6 separate regions of the Mus musculus genome follow, and all the other regions are linked to region 4. Evidence: chromatin contacts called from public HiChIP or PLAC-seq, Micro-C and promoter capture Hi-C data. All regions are on one chromosome and are shown on one strand. The core of a region is the stretch at or near the end of the contact, and the rest is flanking DNA. Distances in the headings are between cores, read along the strand shown. Region 1 overlaps Gm34730 (a long non-coding RNA gene). Region 2 holds the start of 1700001D01Rik (RIKEN cDNA 1700001D01 gene). Region 3 has its middle 41 kb from the start of Gm34730. Region 4 holds the start of Hpf1 (histone PARylation factor 1). Region 5 has its middle 58 kb from the start of Gm34730. Region 6 holds the start of Aadat (aminoadipate aminotransferase).

The links. Promoter capture Hi-C pulls out the DNA fragments that hold promoters and counts their contacts. A called contact is a pair of places that touch in the nucleus more often than the background predicts. HiChIP or PLAC-seq counts read pairs in DNA pulled down with a chosen protein or histone mark.
Region 1: a promoter capture Hi-C map of neural stem cells shows a contact between it and region 4. The contact joins the enhancer-like site here to the promoter of Hpf1 in region 4. A contact is called at or near these places in 21 of 39 promoter capture datasets (3T3-L1-derived adipocytes, the C10 cell line, the HPC-7 cell line and 14 more), 5 of 484 Hi-C or Micro-C datasets (the NIH/3T3 cell line, bone marrow-derived macrophages, cortical neurons and 2 more), 16 of 115 datasets of contacts at active chromatin or transcription factors (bone marrow-derived macrophages, craniofacial prominence, embryonic fibroblasts and 8 more) and 3 of 9 other capture datasets (adipose tissue, macrophages and pancreatic islet).
Region 2: a contact with region 4 is called in a promoter capture Hi-C map of the C10 cell line, with 3 times the contacts expected there. The contact joins the promoter of 1700001D01Rik here to the promoter of Hpf1 in region 4. A contact is called at or near these places in 2 of 39 promoter capture datasets (the C10 cell line and pre-B cells).
Region 3: a contact with region 4 is called in a promoter capture Hi-C map of stem cell-derived epiblast-like cells, with 4 times the contacts expected there. The contact joins the enhancer-like site here to the promoter of Hpf1 in region 4. A contact is called at or near these places in 6 of 39 promoter capture datasets (the 3T3-L1 cell line, embryonic stem cells, liver and 1 more) and 2 of 9 other capture datasets (embryonic stem cells and pancreatic islet).
Region 5: a contact with region 4 is called in an H3K27ac HiChIP or PLAC-seq map of epiblast stem cells. The contact joins the enhancer-like site here to the promoter of Hpf1 in region 4. A contact is called at or near these places in 5 of 39 promoter capture datasets (the 3T3-L1 cell line, 3T3-L1-derived adipocytes, hippocampal neurons and 2 more) and 1 of 115 datasets of contacts at active chromatin or transcription factors (epiblast stem cells).
Region 6: a contact with region 4 is called in a Micro-C map of embryonic stem cells, with 4 times the contacts expected there. The contact joins the promoter of Aadat here to the promoter of Hpf1 in region 4. A contact is called at or near these places in 15 of 39 promoter capture datasets (the 3T3-L1 cell line, 3T3-L1-derived adipocytes, cranial neural crest and 7 more), 1 of 15 datasets of contacts at CTCF or cohesin (embryonic stem cells), 9 of 484 Hi-C or Micro-C datasets (the N1E-115 cell line, brown adipocytes, cortical neurons and 3 more), 10 of 115 datasets of contacts at active chromatin or transcription factors (craniofacial prominence, embryonic basal ganglia, embryonic limb bud and 5 more) and 1 of 9 other capture datasets (embryonic stem cells).

Annotation. Positions count from the first base shown.
Region 1 is chr8:60,615,758-60,619,334 of GRCm38.p6, reverse strand. Gm34730 (a long non-coding RNA gene) reads left to right here. Exons shown (of 3, transcript XR_379010.3): 3 at 301-2,921. Among named protein-coding and RNA genes, the nearest start is that of Gm34730, 14 kb to the left of the region's middle. Within about 2 kb of position 2,229, at least 6 of the 459 cell types and tissues checked have an H3K27ac peak or open chromatin away from gene starts, as enhancers often do. A contact at or near this core is called in embryonic fibroblasts, neural stem cells and tail fibroblasts, where this site is marked.
Region 2 is chr8:61,287,180-61,290,879 of GRCm38.p6, reverse strand. 1700001D01Rik (RIKEN cDNA 1700001D01 gene) reads left to right here and starts at 2,008. Exons shown (of 5, transcript NR_045475.1): 1 at 2,008-2,136. All of the region lies in intron 2 of Sh3rf1 (SH3 domain containing ring finger 1), which reads right to left.
Region 3 is chr8:60,588,795-60,592,797 of GRCm38.p6, reverse strand. No RefSeq gene overlaps it. Among named protein-coding and RNA genes, the nearest start is that of Gm34730, 41 kb to the left of the region's middle. Within about 2 kb of position 1,272, at least 5 of the 459 cell types and tissues checked have an H3K27ac peak or open chromatin away from gene starts, as enhancers often do. A contact at or near this core is called in stem cell-derived epiblast-like cells, where this site is marked.
Region 4 is chr8:60,888,573-60,892,085 of GRCm38.p6, reverse strand. Hpf1 (histone PARylation factor 1) reads right to left here and starts at 1,658. Exons shown (of 8, transcript NM_028299.3): 1 at 1,550-1,658. The coding sequence starts at 1,597.
Region 5 is chr8:60,572,214-60,575,763 of GRCm38.p6, reverse strand. No RefSeq gene overlaps it. Among named protein-coding and RNA genes, the nearest start is that of Gm34730, 58 kb to the left of the region's middle. Within about 2 kb of position 2,078, at least 3 of the 459 cell types and tissues checked have an H3K27ac peak or open chromatin away from gene starts, as enhancers often do. A contact at or near this core is called in epiblast stem cells, where this site is marked.
Region 6 is chr8:60,504,551-60,508,393 of GRCm38.p6, reverse strand. It overlaps Aadat (aminoadipate aminotransferase), which reads right to left and starts at 2,270. Exons shown (of 13, transcript NM_011834.2): 1 at 2,115-2,270; 2 at 1,137-1,305. The coding sequence starts at 2,181.

The sequences.
Region 1 (3,577 bases), core at 980-3,479, 270 kb after region 4:
TTTGCTCCATGGAAAGGGTAATATGGCTGGCCAGGCAATAGTTTGGTTTTGAAAGCCCAGCCTGCTAGCAACATGGATAAAGCACACATTGCCATGTAGTATCTGAATAGATTTTATAGTGCTATAAAAGACGATGATCTGTCCCTTTCAGAGTACACATTTCACAATTAACATGGTGGGCAGGATTTTACTGCCTGGCACCCCAATCATCTCATGAAAGTGGAGATGCTAATTAAATAAGTAAAGCAAATGAGCACGGAGAAGGTACACCTTGTTGTTGTTTCTTCATTTAATTTCCAGAATCAGCGAAGTCTTCACACTGAAGAAGGAAAGTTCCAAGTTCAAGGACCAAGATTAGGATCATTCTGGAACACCTTTTTGGGTTGGCATTCAGAACTGAAAGTTTAGCTCTGTTGCACAAAGGGTACAGTGCCAGGTGATGCACTCTTTGACCAAGAAGGATAAAATGGACTAAAGAAAAGGGGCCACCTACCCATCTCAAAACTATTAACCCAGAATTGTTCCTGTCAAAAGGAAATGCAGGGACAAAGAGTGGAGCAGAGACCGAAAGAAAGGCCATCCAGAGACTGCCCCACCTGGAGATCCATCCCATATACAGACACCAAACCCAGACACTATTGCTGATGCCAAGAAGTGCTTACTGACAGGAGCCTGATATGGATGCCTCCTGGGAGGCTCTGCCAGAACCTGACCAATACAGATGCAGATGCTTGCAGCCAACCATCAGATTGAGCATGGGGAGCCCAATGGAAGAGTTAGGGGAAGGCCTGAAGGAGCTGAAGGAGTTTGCAACCCCACAGGAAGAACAATATCAACCAACCAGACCCTGACCCTCCCAGAGCTCCCAGAGACTAAACCACCAACCAAAGAGTACACATGGAGGGGGAAGGAGGGGCAAGGAGGGGGAAGTGGGTTTAAGGAGGGGAAACTGGGAAGTGGGATTACATTTGAAAAGTAAATAAATAAAATAACCAATTTAAAAAAAAAAAAGAAAGAAAGAAAGGAAGAAAGAAAAGAAGAGCCAATAGGACAGCCCAAAGTGCAGCGATGCTACCAGTAAGCCCATGATTTATAGCTGTGCTGTTCCTGCAGTAATGCCCTGTGAGCATCCCTGAGGCCAAAAATTCAGATGGAATCCTCCTCAGAGCCCACTGCCTAAGTTTTCACTGATCTTTACCATCAGTCACACTTAATATTAAATTGCCAAAGAAGATTTGCCCAGAATCTTTGACTTTCTACAACTTCCTCATAAAATACTTTTTTTTTTTTTCCTTCAAGCTGCTCTTCTAATTGATGTGTGAACACCTACGTCAGATTTCAGTGCATTTGTGAAGACAGAGGCACTGGGGGCACTTGGCGCATTTACAGTCAGTGCATCTGGGGACAAAGGCAGCATATCCTGTCTAACAGAGCACCAAACATCAGAGTATGATGTAATCCTAACTCGTGCTGCAATCTTGATTCCATGTAAGATCAGATTCCAAGAGTGGGAATTGGGATTTTCTTTTATAGGAATGTGGGGGACACAGTTCACCTTCTGAAAGTGTGGTTTCCTTGAAGAAAAATTAGCTTCCTGTAAGAGACCCAGCAAATATTTTGAGAGTAAATACTCATTTGCTATGACTGCCAAGTAGAATTTGCCATTTTAACTTTGAACAATATGCTGATGGACCTTGAAGTGTTAAGTGTATGTTGGCCTTCCTAAGAAGCACACACACACACATACACACACACACACACACACACACACACACACACGCTTCTCTAGAATAAAAAATAGTCTTAAAAAACATAAAAACACCACTTCAAGACTACGCAATATTCTGCCAGTCTCACATAAGAAGACAGATTATATTAAGTGTGTCAGTTGTAAAAAAAAAATCAATATTTAAACTGATTCTGTTTTCTACCATTCCTTAGAATTGTTTCAACCTTGTATCTTCATCTAGTATGCAGCAGGACACCCTGTTGATGGAATCAAATAATGCTTGTATACAGTGACTTGTATTTTTGAAGTTAATTGAATGGACATGTCTAGTTGGCATTGTTCATAAAATTTCAGGCTTATAGTACGATTTAATCATATTGGATGCATAGTTCTTTCTAAAACTTGAAATTTTCTTAATATCAGATTTCCCAAATTCCCACTGATCTTTTCTGCAAGACTGCCACCTGCTGGCAAAAGGTTTGTTACTTTACATAGAAAACAATTGCACAGTTTACTCAGTGTACAAGGGGATGCATTACAACTTGAAACATGTACCTAGGCTTTGGGGTTTCCTAGGTTGGTGTAAATGACCGAAACATAGATGTCCCCAAAGCCCTCACCCTACAAGGTTTTATGTGTATTCTTTCCAGTTGGCTGTTAATAGCAAGCCATGAATACATGTGTCTGAGTCTTGGGAAGACGGGCCAACTGTGGCTCAGGCTCATTCCTTTTGAATGATTGTGAAATGACTATGACTGTGGGCGAGGGGTCTCTAAGCATTGTTAAAATGTATGCATCTCTGAAGTCCTTTTGTAACTACAATTTTTCTAATGTATTGGGAATGCAGCTTTGTGCTCTGCCAGGACTGCCACCTTACTCCCCTGGCTGGCAGCAGCAGCCCCAGGACTACCCCTCACTAAGGACTTCCTCAGATCTTCATAAAGTGACACAATTTTACACTGTGATGACAGGAACTGCTTACATGTGAGCTTGCAAGTCTGCTTTAAACAATCTCCTATTTCCTTGTCTGTAGCAGGGTTAACGATTCTGTTGTAACAGGGCTAACATTTTCTAGTTGTCTTGAAGTTTAAATTAGATTTCAATATATACATGAAAACTGTTAACTTTGTTATTGGTATCTCAGGGTCAGATATGGCACCACTATCACCAGTAATTAAAAGACTGATCAAGATATGACAATGGCCTCCTCTTTTATCTACAGTGATAAATCCATGTTTACTCCCCTCCCTGACTTGAAAGTCAGGTAGATAGAATTTGAAGTTTCTTGACCCTGTATATCACTAGGATCATGATAGAGATGCCTCCTAGAGTCATCAGTATGTTTAGAGCTCCTTTAGGTTTGTTAGTGTGCTCCCTAGTCTTTGTTCATTAAGCCTAACTATGTATTTGTTAGAAAGAAAGGTGAATGATGAAGACAGTTGCATGAGCAAGAGCAAGAGCAAGAGCAAGAGCAAGAGCAAGAGCAAGAGCAAGAGCAAGAGCAAGAGCAAGAGCAAGAGCAAGAGCAAGAGCAAGAGCGGCCATTAGTTCAAGGACATGAATTTACTCTACTTAGCTTCTGTGAGAGGTGCCAGAATCCATGATCAGGAAAAAGAACCCCCTTAAGAAAGACAATTCTCTTCTACGCTAATTCCCCCAATGAGGTAACATTTTAGGTGCTATATCATATCATGACTGGATTTTTGCAGATTTTTGTTTTGTTTTGTTTTCCACTCTTGCTCGTCTCAGCTTCAAGGGCCTGAGGTTTCCCTTATTTGCCCGTATCCCTAAGAGACTTGAGTAATAGAGCTGCTGGCTGGGTCTCTGGCTACACAGAACAAACAGTGC
Region 2 (3,700 bases), core at 759-3,258, 400 kb before region 4:
GCCATGCTTGAGGGGAGGATGTGAAGTGCATCAGATGTCCTCTCTCTTTACTTCTTGCTTTCTGTTTTGTTTTTTGGAGACAAAGTTTCACACTGTAGCCCAGGATGGCCAGGAACCCACTAGATTCCCCAGGCTAGCCATGAACTTGCAGCAATCCTCCTGCCTCAGCCTTCTGAGTTCCAGGATTACAGGCTTGTGCCATATATAACTTTAATATAATTTTCATGCATGTACTTTCTAAACGTAATATACAGTAAGCCACAAAATTCTCAATGGGTTTCCAAAAATAGATAATATATAGACCAAGTCCTTTAATCACAAAGCAATTAAAAAAAAAAACAATAATACAAAAAGACGTTTTAGGTTCCCATATGTTGGGAAACTGTAAATCATTTCCAAACAATCCACAAATGAAAGTAAAGGTTGTTAGAGAAATGTATGCATCAGTAGGCAGGAACCATGCTCACTGCAACACAGATAAATTGGAAACATAACAATGGACTTTGTAAAAATAGGAACAGCTAGCGTTACTGTTTTTAAACACTTTTCACACTTATACAACGGACTATAAACTTTTTACGGGACAAATAAATGATAAACACAAGCTGGCAAAGGATGGGAGAAAGAGGACGGTGATGTCAGATATCGGTGATGATCTGAAATTGAACGGTAGCTTCCCAGATGTAGAAGCATATTGTATGTTTCAAATATAACCTACATTACCATTCATGGATCTTAAGTATGACCAACATGGGATGCACTGCTCATCTGTGACCAGTTCAATGACATATCTGTGCTCCTTTTACCGACTTATGTTATTGTTTCTTATTTATTTTTCTAGCAGTGCTGGAGACCAGGCAAAAACCCTACCACTGAGCTACCCTCCCCGCACCCACTCGCTGTTTTAAAATTCTAATGCTAATGCTCTTTTTCCTTTTTCTTCCTATTCATAGACTGAGAAGATACAGTAGATCTCAGAATAGTCTAAGAATATTTACTTCATAATCCATAACGGTAGGAAAGTTACAGTTATGAAGCAGTAACAAAACAATTTTATGGTGTGTGGGGTGGGGTCGTCACAGCACGATGAACTGTATTACAGGGTCACAGCATCAGGAAGGTTGACAACCCTGGCTCTAGAGCACAGTGGACCAGAACAGCTATGAAGTCCCTGTGTGGAACACTTGGTCCTTTCAAGGTAAAATCCCACCATTAAGAGAGCAGCACAGCTGTCTTCAGCGTGTGCAAGAAAGAACCAGGCAGACAAACAAACAAATAAAAGCATCACACTTCCAAACATAAGAAAATGGTGGACTCTAATCTAGCACGTTGCCACTTCTGATGGCTGGCAGCCTGAAACATCTTTCCTGTGGAAAGCTTTAAAATATGATCAGCATTTTCTAAACAAACATTTTTGGAAAGCATTACATTTCATAAAGAGTAATGGGGATCATGAAATTGGGAACTGACGTTCTTGTTATATTTGGGTTTTTATTATCTACCCTTCCCCTCCAATTGCTACAGTTGGCCTTGGCAATTAACAAATGCCAGCCCTAACTCCTTCTGAAGTGAATCTGTTGATGGAAAGGCCAGGAAACAGTTTATCTCCACTGGGAACATTTTGAAGGAGGGATTTAACGGGGGCTGAGGCAAGGAGGATCTTTAAAAAACAATATTTGCTAAACTACAAACACACATGCACACATGGGAGTTGTTTTACTTTCAACAAGTCCTGAAAGTAGGAACAAAACCAAGAGAGTTAAAAGAATAATTTAACACTGATGTTTCGGGAATGTTGAAAGAGACCAGGCATTCAGACCTCATGTTGCTAAATTTGTTCATCTAAAACCTAAAAGACATTTTCATGACAACGATGTTGCTGTTCCTCGGTGTTCTGCTTCCTCGGGCAGCTTATTTCCTGCTCAAAGTTATAATTTTGTATTCATAATACCATAATCATTTCCATGGTAACTTCCTGTGATGTCAGAGAGAAAACACTGCTGCCTTCTCCCACAGCTCCCATCTCCCAGCTGAGCCAGTTTGTTGATTTTATTCTTTCCAAAGTGCACCAAAGCTTACTGTTCCGAGTGCTCAGGACGAGGTCTCAAGTTCAACGCTCTCCATCCATCACTGCAGGCAAGTGGGGAAAACCGAGTGGCCAGGATCCTGGTCAAAACTGCAAATGCCACTAATGGTTAAGATCAATTTGGGTTCAGGGCCCGGCTCCACTGGCTGTGAGTTACATAGTAGCCAATGTTCTCCAGGTCTGGTTTGCCCGTCTCAAAAATGAAAAGGCATCTCATAAGGTCACTGGGAGAATTCAATGAGACGATGCATATCAGATGCATACATAGCCTGGCACGGGACCAACGCCAACTCAAAGCAAACACAGTGAGGGTCCACCAGGACTTCTCTGACTCCCCAAACAAAGAGCCGGGATGGATGGTATCTCTGTCTTCACTCTGCAAAGCCTGGGGGTTGGGGGCTACTTCGTGCAAAACAGTGTCCTTCATGCTGAGACAGGACTAGCACTCGTGTCTGGACCCTAACAAGAACCGTTTCTTTACCCGATGCTTCAGTTCAGTGCTTACTAACCTCAGCAGAGATCTGGTTTCTGGCACAAGATCAACCTCGATTCTTGCCCTCTCTATTTCTCTTGTGCCCACACACCCAGGCAAATAGAGTACACATTTAGCAGCCTTAAACAGTAGGTCTCTGTGTGGAGGAGAACTCAAGCCCAGGCCGGGCAGTCCTATTTCAGTGTACCGTCTCATCTGTAGCTCCTTCTAAAGAATAAATTAAAATGAATCAAAGTCTTCAGTTTCCAGCCTGTTTATAATTATTATTTGGGTTTAAAGCATAGTCACAATTGTCTGAGCCTCTGAAAGTACAATGGAAGTAAATATCCACCTTCAGAAACCAGAGTATCCGATAATTCCATGCCTGGGTAACTGTCTGTTTCTACAAAAACAACCACAATAATAATTTCGTCTACCAACAGCATGAAACAGTTTCCAGCAAAAGGGAAGCCTAGCCCTTTTGAATCACTTAGCTGTGTTACCATCGGAAGATTTAAACTCTGCACCTCAGGTAAAGTTTGGTGAACTTCCCGTTAGAAATGCTAATGGTGCCCTCAATGAAAGGAACCTGAAACATGGACAGGTGTACACTTTCCAAGCAAAAAGACAACATAAATAAAAGGGAAATGAAACAGACTATAGTTAGATGGCAATGCTCATTCCCTTGAACTCTTTAGGGAGATGGCTCTTGAGAAGAAAGACAGAAAAGATTTCCTGAATGAATGACTGGTCCCGGTCCCGCCCCCACCCCTCTTGGAAGCAGGATCTCAGAATCTGAGCTAGCCTCAAACCCAAGTATAGTCTAGAATTTCTGATCCTCCTGCCTCCATCCCTGGGATTGCAGGTCTCTGCCACCATTTCCCTGTGTGTCACATAGGCTAGAAAAGCACTCTGCCAATGGAGCTACATCTCCAACCCTCCAGAGTTTCTTAGCGCTAGTGAAGAGATTCACTCTCCGGCAGGCTCTTCCCCTCTTCCCAGTAGAGTTCCATGACTCTATGAAATCACACACCGAGGGACACCCCACGGAAAACAGAATACAGCCCTGGTGCTCAACAGGTAGGGTTTAGGATCTGGTTGCACTGACTGAGGTCTATGACCGTGAGTGGTGGCCTTTTGCC
Region 3 (4,003 bases), core at 23-2,522, 300 kb after region 4:
CTGAGCCTAGATTCAGTTTCCAGGTTATTTTCCCTTAACAAATCCACCCACCACCTAGCACCAGTTTCCAGGTTATTACTCAACAAATACACACCTTCAAGTTACAAACCCAACCCTTCCTAACAATCACCAATTAGGAGGGAAGCAGAAGTTAAGTTTATGGTTTGGCTCCCAGCACCAGCCAATTATGTTAAAAGCCATAGTAGCCCCTCAATTAGATGCTTTCCAGGCTAGAAACCCTAACCCCTTGCTTGTCATTTCCTATAAAACCTTATACTGATGAGTGTTCAAGGCTTTACTCCACTGGAACCATCCTGTGGGTCAAGCCCAAGCTTGAGCTTATGAATAAAGACCTTTGTGTGATTGCATTGGATCAGCTCCTGATTGGTCCTTTGAGGTTCTTGAACACTTACTTGGTACTACATTTTGATTTGAAAATATTTCCCATTGTCTAGCGCTGGGCTTGCTCTTTAGTCCAGAAGAGCCTTGTGGGATGCTACGTTCTCCAGTCGAGTCACCTGGACAAGCCGAAAGGCTTAAAAGTCACTCATGAGGCAAAAGAGTTTCAAGCAAGCTCTCCTCCTGGAGTCTAGCGTTCTCTACCCATACATTAATTTTTCATTCCCGCGTTCCATTTCTGCGTTAGTCTAGTGTATAGATCCACATGCTCTCTTTCAGTATTTTCCTATTATAAGTGCCTTTTAAAATTGAATTCCGACATGGCTAAAGCCTTCCGCCAGTATTCCAACAGTCCTAGAACGTCCTTGAGCAAGAAAATGGGCTTGGAATTCAATAAGAGCGTTGCCTATTCAGTGACATTCAGAATAGCCTCTGGTACTACACTATCACTTAGAATAAAAGCCAAGTCACGCCCTTTCCGGTCCGAGCAGCACCAGGGTAGCTAGGGCGCAGAGTCGGCTGACTCCCGCCAGCTACCCACAACACCTGCCACGGGATCTTAAGACTTCTGGTAAGTGGAACACAGCATCTGCTCCAATCCAATCGTGCGGGACCTGAGACTGCATTAGTTAGGGAAGCAGAAAACCCGGCCTGAGTAGGGGCACAAGCCCCTTCCGGTCCGAGCAGCACCGGGGTAGCTAGGGCACAGAGTCGGCTGACACCTGCCAGCTACCCACAACACCCGCCACGGGATCTTAAGACTTCTGAGGATAGGAATCTGCCCGGCGTGGGAGCACTTTGCCTAAGCATTGGCAGCAGACATCTCAGTTCCGGGACCCTGCCGAGTGTATCCTGCACAGGCAGCTGGCTATTTTCCCGGCCAGAGGATAGGGATCTGCCCGGTGCAGAAGTGCTTTGCCTGAGCATCAGCAGCAGACATCTTGGTTCCGAAATCAAGACCACTCACCATCATCAGAACGCAGCACTCCCACCCCACCTAGTCCTGGGCACCCCAACACAACCAAAAAGCTAGACCCGGATTTAAAAGCATATCTCATGATGATGGTATAGGACATCAAGAAGGACTTTAATAACTCACTTAAAGAAATAAATGAGAACACTGCTAAACAGTTACAAGTCCTTAAAAAACAAAAACAAAAACAGTAAAACACAACCAAACAGGTAGAAGTCCTTAAAGAAAAACAGGAAAACACATCCAAAAAGGTGATAGAAATGAACAAAACCATACTAGACCTAAAAAGGGAAGTAGACACAATAAAGAAAAGCCAAAGTGAGGCAACACTGGAGATAGAAACCCTAGGAAAGAATTCTGGAACCATAGATGCGAGCATCAGCAACAGAACACAAGAGATAGTAGAGAGAATCTCAGGTGGAGAAGATTCCATAGAGAACATCAGCACAACAATCAAAGAAAATACAAAATGCAGAAGGATCCTAACTCAAAACATCCAGGAAATACAGGACACAATGAGAAGACCAAACCTACGGATAATAGGAGTTGATGAGAATGAAGATTTTCAACTTAAAGGGCCAGCAAATATATTCAACAAAATTATAGAAGAAAACTTCCCAAACCTAAAGAATGACATGCCCATGAACATACAGGAAGCCTACAGAACTCCAAATAGACTGGACCAGAAAAGAAATTCCTCCCTACACATAATAATCAGAACAACAAATGCACTAAATAAAGAAAGAATATTAAAAGCAGTAAGGGAGAAAGGTCAAGTAACATATAAAGGCAGGCCTATCAGAATTACACCAGACTTTTCACCAGAGACAATGAAAGCCAGAAGAGCCTGGGCAGATGTTATACAGACACTAAGAGAACACAAATGCCAGCCCAGGCTACTATGCCCGGCCAAACTCTCAATTACCATAGATGGAGAAACCAAAGTATTCCACGACAAAACCAAATTCACACATTATATTTCCACGAATCCAGCCCTTCAAAGGATAATAACAGAAAAAAAAAATACAAGGACGGAAACCACGCCCTAGAAAAAGCAAGAAAGTAATCTGTCAACAAACCAAAAAGAAGACTGCCACAAGAACAGAATGCCAACTCTAACGACAAAAATAATAGGAAGCAACATTTACTTTTCCTTAATATCTCTTAATATCAATGGACTCAATTCCCCAATAAAATAGATTAACAGACTGGCTACACAAACAGGACCCAACATTCTGCTGCTTACAGGAAACCCATCTCAGGGAAAAAGACAGACACTACCTCAGAGTGAAAGGCTGGAAAACAATTTTCCAAGCAAATGGTCTGAAGAAACAAGCTGGAGTAATTCTAATTACTCCATTCTAATATCAAATAAAATCGACTTCCAACCCAAAGTTATAAAAAAGACAAGGAGGGACACTTCATACTCATCAAAGGTAAAATCCTCTAAGGGGAACTCTCAATTCTGAATATCTATGCTCCAAATGCAAGGGCAGCCACATTCATTAAAGACACCTTAGTAAAGCTCAAAGCACACATTGCACCTCACACAATAATAGTGGGAGACTTCAACACACCACTTTCATCAATGTACAGATCGTGGAAATAGAAACTAAACAGGGACATAGTGAACATAACAGAAGTTATGAAACAAATGGACTTAACAGATATCTACAGAACATTTTATCCTAAAACAAAAGGATTTACCTTCTTCTCAGCACCTCACGGGACCTTCTCCAAAATTGACCATATAATTGGTCACAAAACAGGCCTCAACAGATACAAAAATATTGAAATTGTCCCATGCATCCTATCAGACCATCATGGACTAAGGCTGATCTTCAATAACAACATAAATAATGGAAAGGCAACATTCATGTGGAAACTGAACAACACTCTTCTCAATGATACCTTGGTCAAGGAAGGAATAAAGAAAGAAATTAAAGACTTTTTAGAGTTTAATGAAAATGAAGCCACAACATACCCAAACCTATGGGACACAATGAAAGCATTTCTAAGAGGGAAACTCATAGCTCTGAGTGCCTCCAAAAAGAAACTGGAAAGAGAACACACTAGCAGCTTGACAACACATGTAAAAGCTCTAGAAAAAAAGGAAGCAAATTCACCCAAGAGGAGTAGACGGCAGGAAATAATCAAACTCCGGGGTGAAATCAACCAAGTGGAAACAAGAAGAACTATTCAAAGAATTAACCAAAGGAGGAGTTGGTTCTTTGAGAAAATCAACAAGATAGATAAACCCTTAGCTAGACTCACTAGAGGGCACAGGGACAACATCCTAATTAACAAAATCAGAAATGAAAAGGGAGACATAACAACAGATCCTGAAGAAATCCAAAACACCATCAGATCCTTCTACAAAAGGCTATACTCAACAAAACTGGAAAACAATGGTGCTGGCACAACTGGTTGTTATCATGTAGAAGAATGCGAATTGATCCATTCCTATCTCCTTGTACTAACGTCAAATCTAAGTGGATGAAGGAACTTCACATAAAACCATAGTCACTGAAACTTATAGAGGAGAAAGTGGGGAAAAGCCTCGAAGATATGGGCATAGGGGAAAAATTCCTGAATAGAACAGCAATGGCTTGCACTGTAAGATCGAGAATT
Region 4 (3,513 bases), core at 409-2,908:
CCCCCCAAGATTAGATAGATGTGTGGTGGTTTTAAACAGAATAGCACTTATAAATTTGAGTACACCAAGGAATGGCAGTACTGGGAAGGACTAGGAACTGTGGCCTTGGTGGAGGAAGTGTGTCACTAGGGGATAGATAAGACTTTGAGGTTTCAAAAAGCCCATTCCACGCCCAGAGTCTCTCCCTTCCTGCTGCCTTCCAGTCTAGATGTAGAACTCTCTGCTTCTCCTGCAGCATACCTGCCTGCCTGCTACCACGCTTCCAGCCGTGGTGATAGTGGACCGAACCTCTAAAACTGTAATCAAGCCCCAGCTAGGCACTTTTTTTTTTTTTTAATGGTCATGGTGTCTCTTCACAGCAGTAGAATACTGACTAAGACAAGATGTACCATAAAAGCTTTTTAAGGAAACAACAAACTCTACAAGAAGGCAAGGGTAACTCCAACTTCAGGGTGATAGCCACAGTGACTAGAAGCGGCAGGAAATGCTTAGGCAAAAAGGAAAAGGCACCCAAATGGGTAGATGCAGAACTGTGGGAGTGGTTTTACATACAACGTATTTGGTCACATTGTCCCCTTCCCTAACTCCACATGACTTCAGGGACTGAATTCAAGTCATCAGTACTATTACTCTCTACGTCATCAAGCTGGACTTTGTTTAAGACAGGTCTATTGTAACCCAGGCTGGTCTTGAACTTGTAATGTAACTGAGGAGGACACTGAACTTTTGGTCTTATTGCTTCTGCCTGACAAGGCTGTTCTCTTTAAACCACATTTTTAACTTGGTGTTGTGAGAAAACACAACACAACGAGAATAATACCTATGTTCGCCATCCACTGGCCGTTAAGCCTTAGCAATCGCCTCACCCTACCCAGTTTAAAACATAGCTGGTGTCACTTTTGTTAAACGTTCGTTTCCCTGCTTAACTTCTCCCATTAGCTACTGTATGCTTAAGGAACCCATGAAATCATGTAAGAGTCCAGACTGGCCAATCTATCACTCATCTGAGAACCCGTATCCCTTACACTTCCAGGTCAGGCTACCAAAGTAGCCGGGCAGTGGTGGTTCGTGTCCTGGAGGCAGAGGCAAGAGGGTCTCTGTGATTTGGAGGCTACATATTGAGTTCTGATCTACATATCAAGTTCCAGGACAGCCGGGGCTACAACATAGAGACTGTCTTAAACAAAAGTCTTTAATAACTCCAGGGCTTGTTAATTCCAGCATTTTCTTTTACACACCTGCGTTAACCCCAAGCAAAAAAAAAAACGAAAGGTGAAATGTTTGTTCGCGTGTGCCTCGCCGCCCTGGCAGCTCCTCCAGTTTCCATCAGCTGGTTAGTAAGTGAATGAGTGAGTGAGTGAGTGAGTGAGTGAGTGAGTGAGTGAATGAATGAATGAATGAATGGTCCGTCCGCTGGCTGCAGAGCTTCGTGGGAACTGGGCTGGCGCTGGAAAGGAACGACTTCCCCGGGCCATTGCCCCGCAGGGCGGCCCTCGGCTCCTCCACGGCCCATAGCGTCCCCATACCCAGCGCATCCCGCCTCGCCTACCTGCGGTCCCGCCCCGGCCGTCCGGCGCTTCCCGCCACCGCCAACCATCCCGCAGCCGCAGCGAGCGAGCCAAGGCCCGCGCTCCTGCCGCTTCCGAGCGCCCGCTAGTGCTTCCGGGTTCAAAAGCCGCCAATCCGAGCTGCCGCTTAGCCACTCAGAGGCGCCAATTTAGAGACCAGGCTCCGCCCCCTGAGACGGAGGAGGACGCAAGGCCCGGTCCGCAGACCTGGGGTGGCCCCGCCCCCCCGAACGCAAGCACCGCCCCCTGAGCTACATCCGGGGCCCCGCCCATTGCCTAGCGCCAGCGTGCGCTAGAACCTAGACTATATGACTATTGAATTTGGGTTCTTAAGGAGCGATAAACTTCGTCCTCATATGCTCAAGAGAGATAGCTTTAAGATGCTGCCTCACTTCAGCCTTTTCGTTTTCTTTGTTTCTACTCATTTAAAGAATTAATTTTTTGCACTCCATCCCTTTCTCTCTTTTTTTTTTTTTTTTTTTTTTTTTTCCGAGACAGGGTTTCTCTGTGTAGTCCTGGCTGTCCTGACTCAGAAATCCGCCTGCCTCTGCCTCCCGAGTGCTGGGATTAAAGGCGTGCACCACCACCGCCCGGCTTCCCTTTCCCTTCCTATTGCACTATTGTCTAACACTAAGTAAACCTATCTTTTCTCTTTTCTTTACCTCCCTCCATTTCCTTCCCTTTATCTTCACATCCTCTCTCTCTCTCTTTCTCTCTCTCTCTCTCTCTCTCTCTCTCTCTCTCTCTCTCTTCTCATTTCTCTGTTCTTCATTCCTAATACAATTCGTTTTTTGTTTTTGTTTTTACAAATCTTGGCTATGCTTAGTGTAAGCCCTGTACCACGAGCAGCTGCAGCACCCCGAGCCAGTTTAAAAAGGCACACTGTCAGGCTCTACCCAGAGCTTAAAAATCAGAATCTGACTCTCAGGAAGAACACAGTTTGGAAGACACACTCCTCCACCACCTTCCCCTTCTCTTCCTTATTCACAATTTGTATACTCTCATTTTGTGGAACATATCCTTGGTTTTAAACTTATTTTATTTTTAGTTATATGAGTGTAGATTTGTAGATTTGTGTGTGTGTGTGTGTGTGTGTGTGTGTGTGTGTGTGTGTGAGCGCGTGTCCCACAGATGGCAAAAAAAAGGCATCGGATTCTCTGGAGATAGAGTTATAAGTGGCAGTGAGCCACTCGACGTGGGTGTCCTGCAAGGGCAGTGTATTACTCTTCACCACTGAGCCTTCTCCTCCGGTTTTGAGGAGCACTTCAAACCAGGGGCACAGCTGCTCCCTTGCTGTAACTGGGGCGGGAGTGAAAGAGAAAATAAAAGACCTAAAGGTCGCACTCCCTCCATCCTCCTCCTACCCCACTCATGTACTCATCTGGTACATGTTTCACACCAGCTGAAAGAATTTCAGCACACCTAACAATACTTGAAAAGACTGTGATAATATAGGCTAAAGTCTTTAGAGAGCTGTTTGAAACAAGAGTGTGGAAAACAGCCAATAACCCATACTTGGGATTAGAATGTTTGTTTCCATATGACCTTTCATACTAACCTTTATCTCATTCACAATCCTAACCAGTGCACCTCTTAAACTACTTTATAATCTCATTTACAAAACGAGATTCTTTAAAATAAGCGAATCCATTCTTTTTACATTTAATTTTAAAACTTTAATCTTTGAGGCTGGTTATAAATTACATTATTTGAACAATGTAATTTCAAAATCTCTATCAAATATAGATTTTTTTTACAAAAAGACATTAAAGCACATCTCTTTCTTATCCTGTTTTGTTTTTGTTTTTATTTATTTGTTTCATTTATTTTTGTTTTATCTTTTTTTTTTGTTTGTTGGTTTGGTTTGTTTGTTTGTTTTGGTCAAGTTGACCTAGGGTCACCTGGGAAGAACCTCAATTGGGAAAATGCCTTTATCACATTGCCT
Region 5 (3,550 bases), core at 829-3,328, 320 kb after region 4:
ATTAAGAAAAGGGCAGACTGACTTACCAAGCTGTTTCTGGGTGACACTTCCAGTTTCAGGTTCTAAGTATTCCTTGGCCATAGTGGCAGGTAGAACTCCATTAATTCATGCCCCACAATGCAATGGAACTCCATTATGTTCAACATGTCTGATAACTTTCATTTTAAAGATTGGTATACAAAGTAGAGCTCTACAGATACGTAGGAGCACAGGTTGCTCTAAGTCTCCTACAAGGCTGACTGTTCCCATTGATCCACAGAATGACTAGAAATTCTATGGAGTTTGAGTTATAGGAGTTCATATTTTGAATTCTTAAGTTTATAGGAACAGTCTTTAAACTAGACTGAGTTCAGAGTTAGATTGAATCCAATAACTGATGAGGCCAAGTCAGCTTCAAGTAGGTACCTTTTTGATATGTTCCAACCCAATGAATCTGGGGTTCCCTCTCTTGGTCTCCAGTGTGCCTTCCTCAGCCTTGAGCAGGTTGAACAGACCTTGAGTGCTTGCCACAATGGACCTTAAGGACTCCAGGTGGAGTCAGCCTTGCTGCACCTGCAATTTCCTACAGGATTTGGAAGAATAGACTGCCCACAGAGTTTGCTTTGCAACCGAATTCAGCTGAAACAAAGGATGGGTTTTGTGGTTTTCCCTTTATAAGCTGGAGCTGCAGAATTAAACTTTGAGCCTTGATCAAAACCTAATCTTGGCTTCATCCTCCTTTCACCCCTCCCCCATCCCTTTCATTTCCAGTCCCCTTTTCAGGTAAACCCAGTTCTCCATGGCTGATGAATGGCTAAAAATGGTGTGCAATGTGGGGCCAGAAAAACTGGGTAGGGGGGACCCACTGAGAAATGCTGTCTTGGGTGGAGCTCCACAGTAAAGGAAAGTAGTAACAGAATCCTGCATGGAAAGCAACAAACAGTATTCATGTTAGCACTAGCTATTTATTTTTTGGAGGCTGTTGTTGCAGGAGATATATTGAGGAGATACAGGTTAAGCTGAAGAGGTGTTGACTCAATGCTGACTTCACCTAGGGGTGACAGTGCAATGGGACAGGGGAATTCTATATAGGCATTTGTCTGCAGCTAAGAGCTCCAGGTGAGAGGAGCAGGGTTTAAAAAACCAGATGTTAGAAAAATTCTTACCTCAAGTAGATTTATGCTGTCTATGGTTCCCAGAAGTAGGAATAAAAATATATAAATGATGAGAGAGAGAGAGAGAGAGAGAGAGAGAGAGAGAGAGAGAGAGAGAGAGAGAGAAGGTTTTAGAAAAGCAGTTGTCCCCTGTCCAGGACAAGTTAGCAAAAGTGAAGGAAAATGGATATAAGCTGTTTCAGAGCTCTCCTAGGGACAGGAAGAAATCGGGAGACATCTTGCTTCCTCTCTGGCTCCTACTGGATATATCTTTAGTTCAGGTTATATCTAGGTTCCTTTGGGACATCAAGTTTTCTTTCCTTTCTCTCTATTGTCTGTCCTTGTGCACCATTCTGTCCATGTTTGTTAATTTATGTCTGTTTTTGTTTCTTTGTTTGAATGATTGTTGTTCTATATTTCATGTTCAAAAGAAAAAATGGTTAAAACTTTATCTGCTGAATATCCACCCCTTGATTTAGTTCAACTTTTTAAAGGCAGTCTCTATTGGCTTTTGAGCCCTGCATCTGTAGTTAGGAGTCTAGCATAGCTGGAGAAGCTCTGCTAGGAGCTGATTGTCTGCAAAAACTGCTTGTAAAGGGGCAAGCAGCTTCTCAAGTTCTATGATAAGGGAACTGATAGTTGTTTCTTCTAGAAAAATCTCTGATTGTGATTATTGGGTTCAGAAGGTAACAAGGTGCACCTTTATTGAAATTATAGCTAGAAAAAATAAAAATCTTGTCTAGTCTAAACATATAAGATGTGTGTAGCCACTTTATTTTTGTTTCTGACTGGTTTTAAAAGTATAAATATATTCTGCATGTCTTGGTTATGGAGTAATGGCTTATAAGTTATTAGGTATTGTGCCCTTCCCCCAGCCTTGAGTTGTCTAAACAAGTCTCTGGCTGCTGGACCCAGGCGCCTGGCCTCACTGAATTTACACCTTCCTGCCTGAGCCTTGAGGAGCTGGCCACTTACTGAGCTTACTTTACAACTCAATCCAGTTGATACAAAGGGGTGGGTTTTGGATTTTGCCTATATAAACACAGAGCTCAAAATTAAAATTTGAGCCATGATCAGAGAACTTTGTCTTGGCTCATTATTTTTCTAGCCTGCCCATCCTATTCCATCCCCAACTCTCTGTCCAGGTGTACCTGGTTCTCCATGGCCACTGGATGGCTACAGGTGGTGCCCATATGAGGAGCTTGGACACAGGGCCACCAACTGAGGGCTGTCCTCGGTGGAGCTCCACAGAAAACAGTAAAAGTTATGTATTCTACATGGTGGTAAGCAACATACAACATTAATGTTAGTGCTATAAATTTCATCTTTTGAAGGCTGCTGATTGCAAGGGTGCAAAAGTGATACAGGCTAGACTGAGTCAGCATAGGCCCAGTGTTGATATCAGCTAGGGGTGACAGCACATTGGGATGGGAATTTTATATAGGCAATTGTCTGCAGCTTCCAAAAGGCTTCAGGCTAGAGGAGTAGGGTATAAAATAAAATAAGTAATAAACAAAACAGAACAACAACAAGATGCTAGATATACAAATGACGTGTGAGAGAGAGAGAGAGAGAGAGAGAGAGAGAGAGAGAGAGAGAGAGAGAGAAGGAAAAATGGATTTGGATTTCAGAGCTCTCCTAGGGACAGAAGGAAATCGGGAGACATCTGCTTCCTGTCTGGCCCCTACAGGAGACATCCTTAGTTGCTTACATCAAGTTCTCTTACCTCTCTGTACTGTCTGTCTTTTGTGCACCAATCTGTCCACATGTCAATTTGTGTCTGTTTTTGTTTCATTGTCTGAATGACTGTTGTTCTATGTTTCATGTTGAAAAGAAAAAAACGGTTAAAACTTTATCTGCTGGCTATCCATCTCTTGATTCAGTCTCATTTTGCACAGCAGAGGCTGGTTTAAGTTTCCCCATACACTTAGCCAGGAGTCAAGCACAGCAAGAGACGCCCTGCTGAAAAGCTGCTTTTAAAGGGGGCCAGTGGCTTGTCAAGTTCTAAGGCAAATAAGATGATAGGGTTTTTTTTTTCCCTAGAAAAATCTCTGCAATTGTGATTATTGTGTTCAGCAAATGACAAAGTGCTTTTTCTCTTGAAATTATAGCTAGAAAAAGTAAAAATTTTTTGATTGGTATAAATTTATAAGATTGGTATAGGTGCTTCATTTTGTTTCTGATTGGCTTTAAAGGTATAAATATGTTCTGCGTGTCTTGGTACTAGAGTAATGACTTATAAGTTATTGGGTATGCTTAAAAAGTTAGCTTAAAACCGGTAACTTAGGGTTGGAGTCATTTAAAACAACAACATCTGGCATGAAACAGCCCAGGAAACCAGACCTCTAAAGATACTTCTAAATTAGGATAATATTTTATGTAATTCTTATCCTAGAAACTAGACTTATAAGGGATAA
Region 6 (3,843 bases), core at 1,021-3,520, 380 kb after region 4:
GTATGGGAAGCTACTCTTAGGAGTACTAAAAGAGAAAGGTGGACACAATCTGTAGGGCAGTGGTGGCACAGAGCTTGTGGGAGCAGCCAACCAATGTCTGATTTGACTTCCGGCCCACTTCATGGGAAGGAGCCTGTACCCGCACTGCTTGGGAAACCAGGAAAAAAAATCAAACACAACTGGTAAAACCAAAACCAAACCCCAAACAAACAAACAAACAAACAAACAAATGATTCCTAATGATACTCTGGTATAGTCATAGCTCATTGCTGCGACCAGAGAGGCTTTTTCTAGCAGCAGATGGGAAGAGATGCAGAGACCCACAGCCAGACATTCTATATAGAGTGTAAATTGGAGTTCTCCATCAAATAAATCCCTTCCCTCAGGGCTCAGGGAATCTTGAGGAAGAGGTAAGAGTCAGAGAAGATAGAGGACACCAGGAGAACATGGGTCTCTGAATCAATTAAGTAAGGTACATAACAGAGACTGAAATAGCAAGCACAGGCCCTACCTGGGTTTGTACCAGGTCCTCTGCTTATATTATTGCTGTTAGCTTAGTATTTTTATGGGATTCCCGACTCTGAGAACGAGTGTGTTTCTGACTCTTTCGCCTGCTCTTGGGGCTGTTTCCTTCCTGTTGGGTTGCCATGTTCAACTTCAATATGACAGTTTTTGCTTCATCTTATATTTTATTTTGTCATGTTTAGTTGTTATCTCTTAGAAGCCTGTCCTTTTCTAATGAGAGACAGAAAGGGAGTGGATCCAGAGGGGAGAGGAAGTGTGTGTGTGTGTGTGTGTGTGTGTGTGTGTGTGTGTGCAGAACATCCAAGGACTGTTCTATACATTTCCTTTCTTCCCACTGTGATGCTCTTCCCACTGTTCTTTTCAGTATCATACTCAGCTCAAATGGGACTTCCTTGTAGATGTTTCTCTGGCTCTCCCAGTCACTTAAGGTTGAAAGCTCATCACTGGGGTGTGTGAAGCATTTAGTACTGATTTTGCTTTTAATATTTTAAAGTCTTCTCCCAACTTCCCCAGTCATTGTACACCCCATTAACAAAAGATCTCAGTCACATCATCAATGGCATTTAAAAATGAACCAATAGAATTCTACCGTCTATTGGTCACTTACTTACCCATAGCTTGGAGAGTATTGGAGGGCCCTTTTGATCAAGTCGTCTTCAAACCGGATGGTGCTTCCGTTTTCCACAGTGAAGGCAGCTGACTTAAAGGGGAACATGCTCGGGTTTGGAGATCCAGGAGCCAGGGAGATGAGGGTTTTTGGTGCTTTGCTCAGTATGTCCGCTATGATAAACACAAAAAGAAGAAAAAAAATGTGTCCACCGTCCTGTGGTCTGAACATTAATGTCCCTGACCAAGTCCTATACTCGACTCTAGTACTTGATATGCTATATTAAAGATGGGATTAGATCATTAAAAACTCTGCCGTCAGAAATGGAATTAGTGTTCTTACAGAAGAGACCGAGCTGCAGCGAGAAGCATCATTTATTTGGATTTGTCCTCACTGGGTACCTGATGTTGGGCATGGCAGTCTCCAGAGCCGACAGAACATTCTTGCTGTTTATTAAATTACCACTCCTCTCCTCTAGTCTGACAAAGCAGCATACTGGGCTAAGACTGAATGCTAGTCTGAAATAAATACAAAGTAAATTTTTCTAGACTTTCTCACTGGGGGAGGAATCCAAGAATGCAGATGGCGAAGAAAAATGGAGAGGGCCCCAGCAGCAGAAGGCCTTTTTCCCTGTTGCCCAATACCTGTGTGTGTCCCAACTCCACCTCTGGGTCCCATTCCCCAGTCCTTTAAGAGCCTTTCTCTACAGCTGGCTTGAAAGATGTGCCTCATGCTTGGCCCTTTGGCTCATCTCCAACACCTCAGCAAAAATACTCACTGCCTTGCCTTGCCTTCCAAGCCAAGCTCTTAGTGAACAAAAGTTAAATAACTCCTCCTTCACTAATGCTCACAGGTTGTCTTCACACTTGAATGAATGGGCACAAACCCTAGCGGTGAGCGCCAAAACAGGGCACCATGCAGAGCTTCCGCTAAGAAAACTCCACTCTTGCAGAGCAGGGAGGGCTCTGGCTTTGTTTTTCACCTGTAGTTCTGATGGGAGATGGCTTTCTGGCCAGGCTCGTTGCAGTGAGGAACCGTGAGTAATTCATGTCTCTGCTGGTCGCGTGGAGCAGGATTCAGAAAGCCAGTCACTCGGGATGCACTGTTAGCTGTCCCTGTGTAGTGCCACCCAATCTGCCTGCCTACCGGCTGCGGTAGGTGTCTGAGATCTAAATAGACCCGGGTCAGGAGGCAGAAGGGACAAAGTCCATCCACAGAGGGGCAGTGGCTGACCCGGGTGCCCTCTCCCGCCCCGCCGGCCGGCCTATGGCAGCTGACCACAGGCAGCCCAAGTCACTGGTCAGGGATGGGCTTGGAGAGACGAAAACCGCTAGGCCCTGCTGTGATGCACGATAACAACAGGGATCGGTGCCCGAATTCACATAAACGCAGCGTGGATTCTTGACCTTGCTGCTCAGAGTCTCGCAACTGCTCAGAGCCTCGCAGCACAGCTTTGCTATTGGCCAGCCCCCCAAACCCTCCCCTTCAGATCTTTGAAATGAGCCTCTGGAAGCTGATGGTATCTCAGGATCCTGGTCCTTTAGTACCCTCTGGTGGTAGTTTTATTCCATTGCAGCAGGCATTATAATAGGTGCTTAGCCTTGTTTCTCAGTATCAAGGTGTCTGTCTCTCTGTCTCTCCCTGTCTCTCTCTATCTCTCTGTCCCTTTCTGTCTCTCTTTCCCTTCCCTCTCTCACCCCCACCCCCCAAATCTTCAAGGGGACCCAGATGAATTCAGGTAACTTTACAAAGTAGAAGCCCGGTAGAGTAAGTGGGGATAGTTACTCCCAACCCCAAATTTGAAGACTAAATCTGCAGTCTCCTCGATTCTCAGCCTCTTCTCCCACTGAGTTCCAAAGCTTCCACTGTGTAAGTGCTCGGTTGAAAGTGTGTTGGGTATGGTGAAGATAAAGCGATTATCGAGTATGAAATTACCTGGTTGATGACCATACAAAGAGAAACTGTCTTAAGTTCACAGTTATTTAAAGGAGGGAGCGGTGAATGAATCGCTCAAGGAGTACTTTTGGAAGCTGAGGTGCCTGGGCCATATAGTGAGTGAATTCCAAAATTAATAAAGAACAGCTGAAAACTCAGGGTTCAAGCTTGTCCCTGGGAACAGGACATCTCATGACGTTTGAGGTGTCAGCTTTATTTGACCACTGTAGCTTAAACTAGCTGTGTCAGGCAAGGACTTTGCATCCAAGAGGATGGTCCTCGGGCTGGCAAGAGGGGCTTTGGAGTTATAACCATTCTGACTCTAAAAATAATACGTGCCACAGATAGCCTGACTTCTCAGTGTTGGAGGCCAGCCTCTTCCTGCACTCGTACACTCTGAAGACAGAGCACGAGGCATAGACTCTAAGACCATCAAATCATGAAATAAAGATTCTTTAAAAAAAAAAAAGCTTGCTGCGTTTTCTATGCAGACTTTTCTGTGTTTTAGTTAAGTTTAAATATTGTCTTGATAAAACACCATGACCAAGGCAACTTAGAAAACATTCGATTCAGTGTCCACTGTTCTGCTGGGTTAGATTCTTTGGCCATCATGGCAGGGAGCATGGCAGCAGGCAGTCATGCAGGCATGGCGCTGAAGCTGTAGCTGAGAGATTACAGTTGGATTCTCAGGAAAGAGGCAGGGAGAGATCCCTGGGAAAGATGTGGGTGCTCGAAACTTAGGAGCTTTCTCCAAGCAATATACCTCCTCCAACAAG